Linked DNA regions of Anas platyrhynchos: region 2 is linked to region 1. A link is a contact called in public Hi-C data. All regions are on one chromosome and are shown on one strand. The core of a region is the stretch at or near the end of the contact, and the rest is flanking DNA. Distances in the headings are between cores, read along the strand shown.

Region 1 (4,333 bases), core at 1,016-3,515:
TTTACAAAAGCAACTCAAACCAAAGGCAGGCAGCTGGAGGCAGGGGCACAACATTCCTGCCTTGATGTGCACGTGGCATGCAACTCGGAGGGGAAGGCAGGGTAATGGGTCAAAAACATGCTCCTTTTTCTTTAATCATGCACAAAATCGAGGCTATTAAGTTCTGAGGAGGACATAAATGCTCACAGGATGAAGAACTTAGCAAAACAAAGTACTGAAAAATCTTCAGGAATAGTTTAGGATCTGAGCATTGGGGAAAAACAAACACGCACATACACACACCCCGCACTTTTTGTAGAGAGCTTTAAGTGCTCTGGAAAGAGAGGCATGGCATTCCTTCTCTGCTGGATGTTTGGTTTTTATCAAAACTTGGATTACAGGTCCAGAGTTTAGTATTTACCACATCCTATTAGTGGATCTTCTCCTAAAACTGGCCTTATGATTCTGTTTTAAAGATTCCACTTCTAAAAGACCCAGGGATTGCTCAATTGAAAATAAAATAAAATAAAATAAAATAAAATAAAATAAAATAAAATAAAATAAAATAAAATAAAATAAAATAAAATAAAATAAAATAAAATAAAATAAAATAAAATAAAATAAAATAAAATAAAATAAAATAAAATAAAATAAAATAAAAACAGATAGTATGTCAATTAAATAACATTTGAACCATATAAATAAAGTTAAAAATTTGGAACCGATAGATCTCCTGTTTTGCTGGCTGATATTTTAGTTCAAGTGAATAAAACCAGAAATGTCCACAGTGGCACTGCAGCACCAGCACGGAGCTTCATTACTCATTGGAACACTTTGTTCATGCAGCCAACAAGTGCCTGATTGAACAATGCAAGATGGATGCTGGCAAAATCTTAAAACTGTGAGGAATGGCATACACACAACATGAGAATCAAAATGACTACCTGAAGATGGGGCATGTTGCAGTAAGAAAAACAGCCTTTAGTTATCCCAGTGAAATTCTGCAGGAGCCACTTGCAGCTGCGAAACAGACTCCTTCCCCAACTAAAATGCATCCGTAAGAAAACGTTATTAAAAGCAGATACACTCAAAGACGGTTTCTCTCCTTTGGTAGCAGAATCAGCTCTGTTCTGCTTGTCTTTTGTACCCAAGCAAATCCACTCGTTTTTCAGTGGTTTGGAAATGATGCACAAAGGGCTGCAATCACACCCAGCACATAGGAAGCCATACAGGAGCCTCAGAAAGCGCAGTGAGCTCAGCTATACTACATGTTTTCACTGGGAGTTTATCTGCTCACTTGGTGATCTCTTTGCAGGACAGTTGCTCTTGATTTGCTTTGGGACCTTCTTGGGACTCCAAAAAGTCTGAAGAGCTCAGCCCCAAGCTCTTGGCTTCACTGTTTTATGAGCACACACTTCTGTTGAGCAGGCAAAGTATCCAAACGCGTTGTTTCTAATGTTTCCATAGCACAAATATGTGCCCATCAGATTAAAGTGATACAAAACATCCCAGGTGTAGATTTTAAAAGCTGCCTGATTAGTACTTGCTCACCTCAAAACCTAAAGCAGACCCAGCAGCAAGTTTTGTGTTCTGTAATTACCAGAGCACTCCAAAGACTGTGGGACATGACTTTGCAAGCACACATCACATTTCAAGCAACCCATTGTGATGCTGTGATACAGATTTTACTCTACATTCACCTGCATAACACTGTACAGAAAAATCTACCTGTTGAAGATCCTAAGCTCAAAAGCTCCCCAGTCTGTATCCTCACAGGTTCAGAAAGCCTTTTCCAGTGGAAATGCACCTGTCCCTGAGGCAAAAAAGAAGGAATTTTTGGAACAGAGACAGAAGACCAGAGGGGTAAGGGAGGAACTCAGAGCATAACACAAAGAGGAGCATACTCTGGTTTTTCCCGTTGGGAATTAGGACCAAGACTTGCTGACACCCTATGTTGCATATAGTGACATTCCTCTATGAAAATAATAATATGAAAAATAAAAATAAGTAATAAAAAACTTTTACTGAAATTGTAAGCACCACTACTAGTCAGGTATCTTTTCATCCTTGTGCCCATTAACCTCCCCAAACTGAGGCTGTTTGTTGTTCTTCCTTTGGCATACCCCAAAGTGACCACACAGATCTGGGCTCCTTCATTTAACAAACAGCCAAGTATCTGCAGTAACCTTCTGCAGCATTTCTCCATCAGTCTCTACCCAGGAACGTACTGAGCACTCCTGGTATGCAGCTCCCAGGCAGCACTGCCTTTAAAACCCCTCTGTCACACCCTGCTGTATGCTCTCGGCCACACAGCGTGACATTTCACAACTTCTTCTAATCTTGACATTGAATAAAACGAGGCCTTTCAAAACATTTAGGCAAACCGACCCAAATACGTTATCCGAGAGTCGCTGATGAGAGCCATGTGCAGCTGAAATAACAATACTGCATTCTTGAATATTTTAAGTCACTCTAAGAACCTGGTAAGAGCTATCAGTAACCTTGCCTCCCCTAAAAAAAAAAAAAAACATGGCACATACTGATGAAGAGATGTGCCCGAGACCAGACACCAGCACCAGGTTATTTTGACCTCCTAAATCCACCACCTCAGTGCTCGATCCACTTGCCAGCCAAACCTTTGCAGTAAGCGATACTGCACGTCCCAGCTGAACATCAAAATCGTGTCTGACACTGAGGAAAAGCACTGGAGTTGAACAGCAACACTCGGTGTTGCAGAAGATTGACTATTTCCAGCTTGCCTCGTGGTTTATTGCTTTAATCACCTGTGATACTTCCATGATTCCTGGCTAGCAGCTTATCTGTAACACTGAGGGCTCCACCGTGTCCTTTATTGTCTCCCTTGGCTGAAGATTGCAGATCCACACACCCACACACACATTTTTTTGTTGGTGGTGGTTATTTAACTATTAATACTCCTGACTTGCATATCTCTACTTCTGCTATATATTGAGCAGTCCTTGAGTGACCTGTGCCAAACAAGAGTAGTTGTTCCATGGAAATCACAGCTCTAATTACAAAGGGAACACTACCATCTGGTGGTCTGTTCGAAAAAACTTTCACACTGAAAACGAAAATAGTTGTTGGCCTAACACTGACGAAAATCTGACTTTTTTCATAGGACTGAAAAAAAAAAAAAACTCAAATATTTGAACCAGAGGAGCATGCACCCTCAATGCTGTTTCTCCCCTTTCCTTTCCCTATCTCCATCATTAAAAAAAAATATCTGATTAAATCCTATTCTGAAATACTGGGACAGCCCCACCTCGTACAGCTTCATTCAGCAGTTTTCACTTGCATGTTCCACACATTCCACAATGGAGCAAGTTTTAAAGGTGGGAGAAACCTCCCCGCTATGGAAAACTCTGCTGTCACTCTCTTCTCCCTCAACATTATGAGAAAAGCAAGGCAGGGCAGAGGGGCTGACCGAGCATACCCCTCCCAAGGCCGCCCAGACACTTGATTTCAGGCTGTGCTGCTCCAGTCTGAGCTTCCCTGGTGCTCTCTAGTGTGACAGGTCAGAAAGCAGCCCCAAAACAAACGAGCTTACTACAGGTGTCGTTTTCCATATGACCTATGATCCAGGTTGTCCAACTTCAGTCAAAGGGTATCACTATTACACTATCAAGACATTTCAGCTTCCAGCTGCTGGAAAATTGGACTAATTTTTTTTCCACTTAAAGAAGCAACCTCAGCTGCATGGGGTTTTGTAATTTTTTTCCTTCAAAAATCTTATTCTTTCGAGTGTACAAGGTATGCAAAATTCAACACCACCTGGTGGTACCTGGGGAACAGCTTTACAGAGACAATCTCCTAAGATAATATAAACCCTCTTGTTTTTTTTTCCTTAAGTCATTAACTATTTTCATACTCTTTACATCAGCTGGGAACTATATATCACAGACAAAGACAATCTCATTTGTTTTAATGGCTAAGTAAATTCAAAATGGAAATGACTAAAGCAATTTGTTCTTGTGCTTTTTTAATTTTGGTCTTTCCACTCCCTACTCCCCTCACCAGCTCTCCCCTGCCCAAAAAGTCCTTTGAGCCAAGGACTGGACTTCTGGCTAGCCAGCACATCTCTGCCAAATTCAATATAAATCAGGCTTAAGAAAAACAAGGATTTGGCCTCCAAAGTTCTAGATAGGATGCTTTATTACTGGCAGTCTTCATTATAAGCCTTCAAAGTCTGTCTTTTATGCAGTACTATATCTAGTAGTACTATAGTACTGTCTCTAGTAGTACTATGCAGTACTATATCTAGAGATTCAAACATTTTGGACACTGACTCATATATCATCTCGTTTTGTTTCCTCTCACAGAAGTTTCTCAAGGT
Region 2 (4,333 bases), core at 1,085-3,584, 430 kb before region 1:
AAGAAAAAAAAACTCATGAACTTAAAAATATATATATAATGTGGATGGCAGGTTTCAAAGAAGAGCAAGCTTCATATGAAGAACTGAGTTGGTGGTGAGTTGGATCTTTTAAATTTAAAAAAAAAAAAAAAAAACAACAGCAAGCCCCCACAAAAAAAAATAAAAATAATAATAATAAACAGAAAAGAAACTCATGTAGAACTTTAGGTCGGCCAACACGGAGCCAGCCCACCTTAAAAAAAAAAAATCAACCCAAAACCAACTTGGTTTTAAAATCGTTTTGAGTTTAAAAACAAAAAAAAAAGAAAAAGTGACACGAGGTGGCAAGCTGGGTTGTCGCTCTAGCAAAGCCCCCAACAACAACTCACACGGAGAACTTTTAGTTAAGGTGGCAAGGCTGTGGGCACTCACATGAAAAACTCTGGAGAGGAAGGGTTGTCGCTGCTGGATCCGTTTTCTCTGAAGCCATTGCTGACCAGCTTCTCGTACTTTTCCTTGTAGGCGTCCCTCTCCCGGACCAGCCTGGAGATCTCCTGCTTTAGGTGCTCCACTTGCTGCAGCAGCTGGTTCTTCTCCGACTCCAGGACGTGCCGCTGCTGGACCCTCTTGAAGCGGCAGGACTGGGCATAGCCCCTGTTTTTGAGGGTCCTCCTCTTCTGCTTCAGCCGGATCACCTCTTCCTTGCTGACGCCCCGCAGCTGCCGGTTGAGCTCCCGCACGGACATGGTGACCAGCTGCTCGTCCGAGAAGCGGTCGTCGAAGTGCAGGCCGCCTCCGCCGTGGTGCGGGTGGTGCAGCCCCCCGGCGCCCCCGCCGCCGCCGCCGCCGCCGCCGCCGCCGCCTCCGGAGCCGGCGGCCGACGACGACGAGGAGGAGGAGGAGGAGGAGGAGGAGGAAGGCGGCGCGCTGCCCGGCGCCGCGCCGTGGGGGTGCCCCCCGGCGCCGTGGTGCGGGTGGTGGTGGTGGTGGTGGTGGTAGTGGGGCGCGCCGCCCTGCGCCGCCGCCGCGGCGATCACCGCCGACACCACGGCGGCCGCCGAGCCCATCTCCTCGGCCGGCCCCGAGCCCCCGGAGCCGGCGGCCGCGGCCAGCTGCTGCCCTCTAGCATAGCCATCGAAGGCGCCGGGCAGCGGGTGGTGGCTGCTGTTGATGAGCGCCTCCACCGCGTCCTCCGGGCTGAAGCCCAGCGCCTCGGGGTTGAGCTGCTGCGGGTAGCCCGTCATCCAGTAGTAGTCTTCCAGGTGGCCCTTCTGGTCGCTGCCGGAGCCGGGGCTGGGCGCCGAGAAGCTGGGGGACGGGGGCACCGAGCTGCAGGGCGTGCTCATCGGGGTGGAGGAGAGCGAGCCCCCGGCGATCAAGCGGCCGCACTGGCTGATAATGCGGTCGGTCTCCACCGGCTCCTTTTTCACTTCAAACTTCATCAGATCGAAGTCATTAACATATTCCATGGCCAGGGGACTGGTGGGCAGGTCGGAGCCGCTCATTGCCAGTTCTGATGCCATCCTTTTGCTGCTGACAGTCCTCCAGAAAGGGTGCGCTCCGGGAGCGAGGGGACTGCTCTGAGTTGCCGCCGGGTGAGCCAGCTTGCTGCCGGGCGAGCTCCGCTCCGCACCGCTCCGCACCGCTCCGCACCCCTCCGCACCGCTCCTCCTGCCGCTGCCTCTCGCCGCAGCCTCGGCTCCGGCTCCGCTCCGCTCCGCCCCGGCCGCTCTCGCTCCGGCTCCGCGTTATCCCTTGCAGAGTCTCCGCTGCTGCTGATGCATCAGAGCGAGGGGCTCTCGCTATTCGCCTTTTGCATAAAGGTTTTTTTTTTTTTTTCCTCCTCTCTCTCTCTCTCCTCTCTCTCTTTTTGCAGCTTGCAAACTGCAGCTGGAAGTGTTAGCTGGTGTTGTTGCGAGTAAATCTCTTTTCTTTTTTTTTTTTTTTTTAGGTTCAGTTTGGTTATTTTTAACACTTCATGGTGCCTTTCCTCTGGGCTTTCTCATGCAAAGTGCAAAGCGAGGAGAGAGGTTCATCGGGGAAAGGAGGAGGGAGAAGAGACCGAAGACAAAAAAAAAATCAAAGTCGATATCGCAACCAAAATAATAACAATCATAAAAAAAAAAAAAAAGGAGAGAGAGAGAAAAAAAAAAAAAAAAACACAACTCAACCCCAAAGCTACGGCAAGAAGATGAAAAATATTTTAAAGGTTTCATCCAGCAGGAGAGTTTAAAAGCATTGCAGAGTTTTATAGCGCTCCTGACGTCAGCCTCCGAATGGCAAATTGGCTGGGCGGGCGGCCCAATGGGCTGCCTGCAGCCGCCGGCATTAGCATAATAGTATAGAAACAAGGAAACTTTTCGGGGCTGTCAATCAGGGCGCAATCAGCTGACTGTCAGCTGGGAGCGCCGTAACCCCTTCCTGCCCGCCCCGTTCACCGGGGACCGGGCACCGGGCTGGGGCCGCTCCTCCCGCCGGGACGCGCCGTCGGGTGCCCGCCCGGCTCCGCTCCGCTCCGCTCCGCGCTGCCTTGCTTTGTCCTGCTTTGTCCTGCTCTGTCCTGCTTTGTCCTGTTCTGTCCTGCTCTGCCCCGGGGTGCGGAGCCCTCGGGTGCTCCTGGCCGGCCGGGCACCCGAGGGCACCGGGGGACTTGGCCCGGGGGCGTGCGGGGACGGCCCGAGGGAGGGGGCTGCTCCGGGGGGCTCCGCGGGGCTCGGCGGTGCTGCCGGGCTCAGCCGGGCTCCAGCCGCTACCTGGTGCCGGTACCGAGACCCCCGGGCCGCCCCCCCGCGGCGGCTCCCCCCTGGGTCTGCCGCTTGCTGCCGGCAGCGATCGTTCCCCGGCCGTCCCCAGCAGAGAGGTCCGAAAGCCCTGCAAGTTTGCAAGCCCCGCTCCCGCCGGCGCTCGGCCGGCCTGGCCGGGCTAATTAACGGAATACATCGCGAAACTAATTGTCTTCTTTTTAGCCTCCCCTCCCGGTGCCCCCCGGCCGGGGCTGGAGGGGGGGGAGCCGTGCGAGCGCGGAGCGGGCTGCACCCGGCGGTGCCGAGCGGCGGCGGAGCGGCTCCGTTCAAACCTCGACAGCGCCATCTCTCGTCGAAAGGTCAGTGCCGAGGCCGTCCCCGGCCGGCGCCGAGCCGCGGGAGCAGAGCCGAGCCGTGCCGGGCCGTGCCGAGCTGTGCCGTGCCGTGCCGTGCCGTCGGGGCTCCGCCGTCGGGGCTGGCCCGGCCCGGCCCGGCTCAGGTCGGCTCGGTTGGGGTCCCTTCTTGGCCCCCCTTGGGCCGGGGAAGCCCGCAGCCTGCCGAGCTGCCAGGCTCGCTTTGTCGAGCGGGCTTTATGGGAATATCGATAGAATTAAAGTTACTTGTAATTCCGTGATAAATGAGATGTCTCTAGTAAGTAAGATTAAGTGCGGTGCTATAAAGTTGTTTATCTGAAAAGTAATTCTCAGAAACCTGACTTCTGACACTTGGTCATATATTAAACCAGCTTCTTGAACATTGTACTTCAAATCCTCCCTTCTCCCCTTGCCCGGTCCCTTCCCCCTCCGAGTTTGCTATTTATAACCGTGCACGGGGTATGACTTTGTAGGTGCAGGCAAGTCTCTGGGTAATTTTTCACCAACTGTGAAAATCATCATTTGCGATAGCCAAAGAATCTCTGCTTCGGAAATAATACTTGGCTAGTGGATTCACGAATGGATAACATCTTCTGACTATGCCATTATCAGTACGAGTGCCAGTACTAACATCTGAAAGTCATACAGCGTGTACTGTTCCTGGCAGTTAAAAAGGTAGGGCATACTGCAAATTTAGGAAGATAGCTACATCTAGAAGTGATTGCAGAGGCAATCCTGTAAAGTTAAAAAACGCTACCGACGTCGCTAACAAAATTAAAACAGTTCTGCACAGCCCCACAATGCACACGCACAGAGAGCCGTGGACATCTGCTGGGTTTATCTTGCAGCTGATATTCGTGACATACTTAATACGACTTAACTGCTCCGGCTGGCTTTCCCATTTCTTCACATCGTAGGAATCAACAAAACTTCCAGGCTCGCAGCATAAATCCCCACAGGACAGTCCAATTCCCCGTATTTGTTTTTTTCCTGAGGAAGATGAATGTGGTACTGTATATCACTTAACGTGCTCACCTATGAGGGGCATAAAATGTGTGCTAATATTTTTAAATGAAAAGGTTATTGCTTTTCAGAACATACAATCGTAGTATTTCACTTGCCTGTTTGATAGATGTCTGTGGAAATATGGCTCCAGCCCCATAAAATAGTTTATTTGGACATGAGGATTCAAAGTGCTACATTTGCAAACTAGTAAATTTCCTGAGTAAACTCTGA

The links. A called contact is a pair of places that touch in the nucleus more often than the background predicts.
Region 2: a Hi-C map of subcutaneous adipose tissue shows a contact between it and region 1, with 2.3 times the contacts expected there. The contact joins the promoter of MAF here to the enhancer-like site in region 1. A contact is called at or near these places in 2 of 8 Hi-C or Micro-C datasets (skeletal muscle and subcutaneous adipose tissue).

What each region holds. Positions count from the first base shown.
Region 1 is chr12:5,510,888-5,515,220 of IASCAAS_PekinDuck_T2T, reverse strand. No RefSeq gene overlaps it. Among named protein-coding and RNA genes, the nearest start is that of DYNLRB2, 34 kb to the right of the region's middle. Within about 2 kb of position 2,265, at least 1 of the 8 cell types and tissues checked has an H3K27ac peak or open chromatin away from gene starts, as enhancers often do.
Region 2 is chr12:5,944,625-5,948,957 of IASCAAS_PekinDuck_T2T, reverse strand. It overlaps MAF (MAF bZIP transcription factor), which reads right to left and starts at 2,334. Exons shown (of 4, transcript XR_005268829.2): 1 at 412-2,334. It overlaps LOC140003533, which reads left to right and starts at 2,171. Exons shown (of 3, transcript XM_072043996.1): 1 at 2,171-2,188; 2 at 2,320-3,082. The coding sequence starts at 2,171.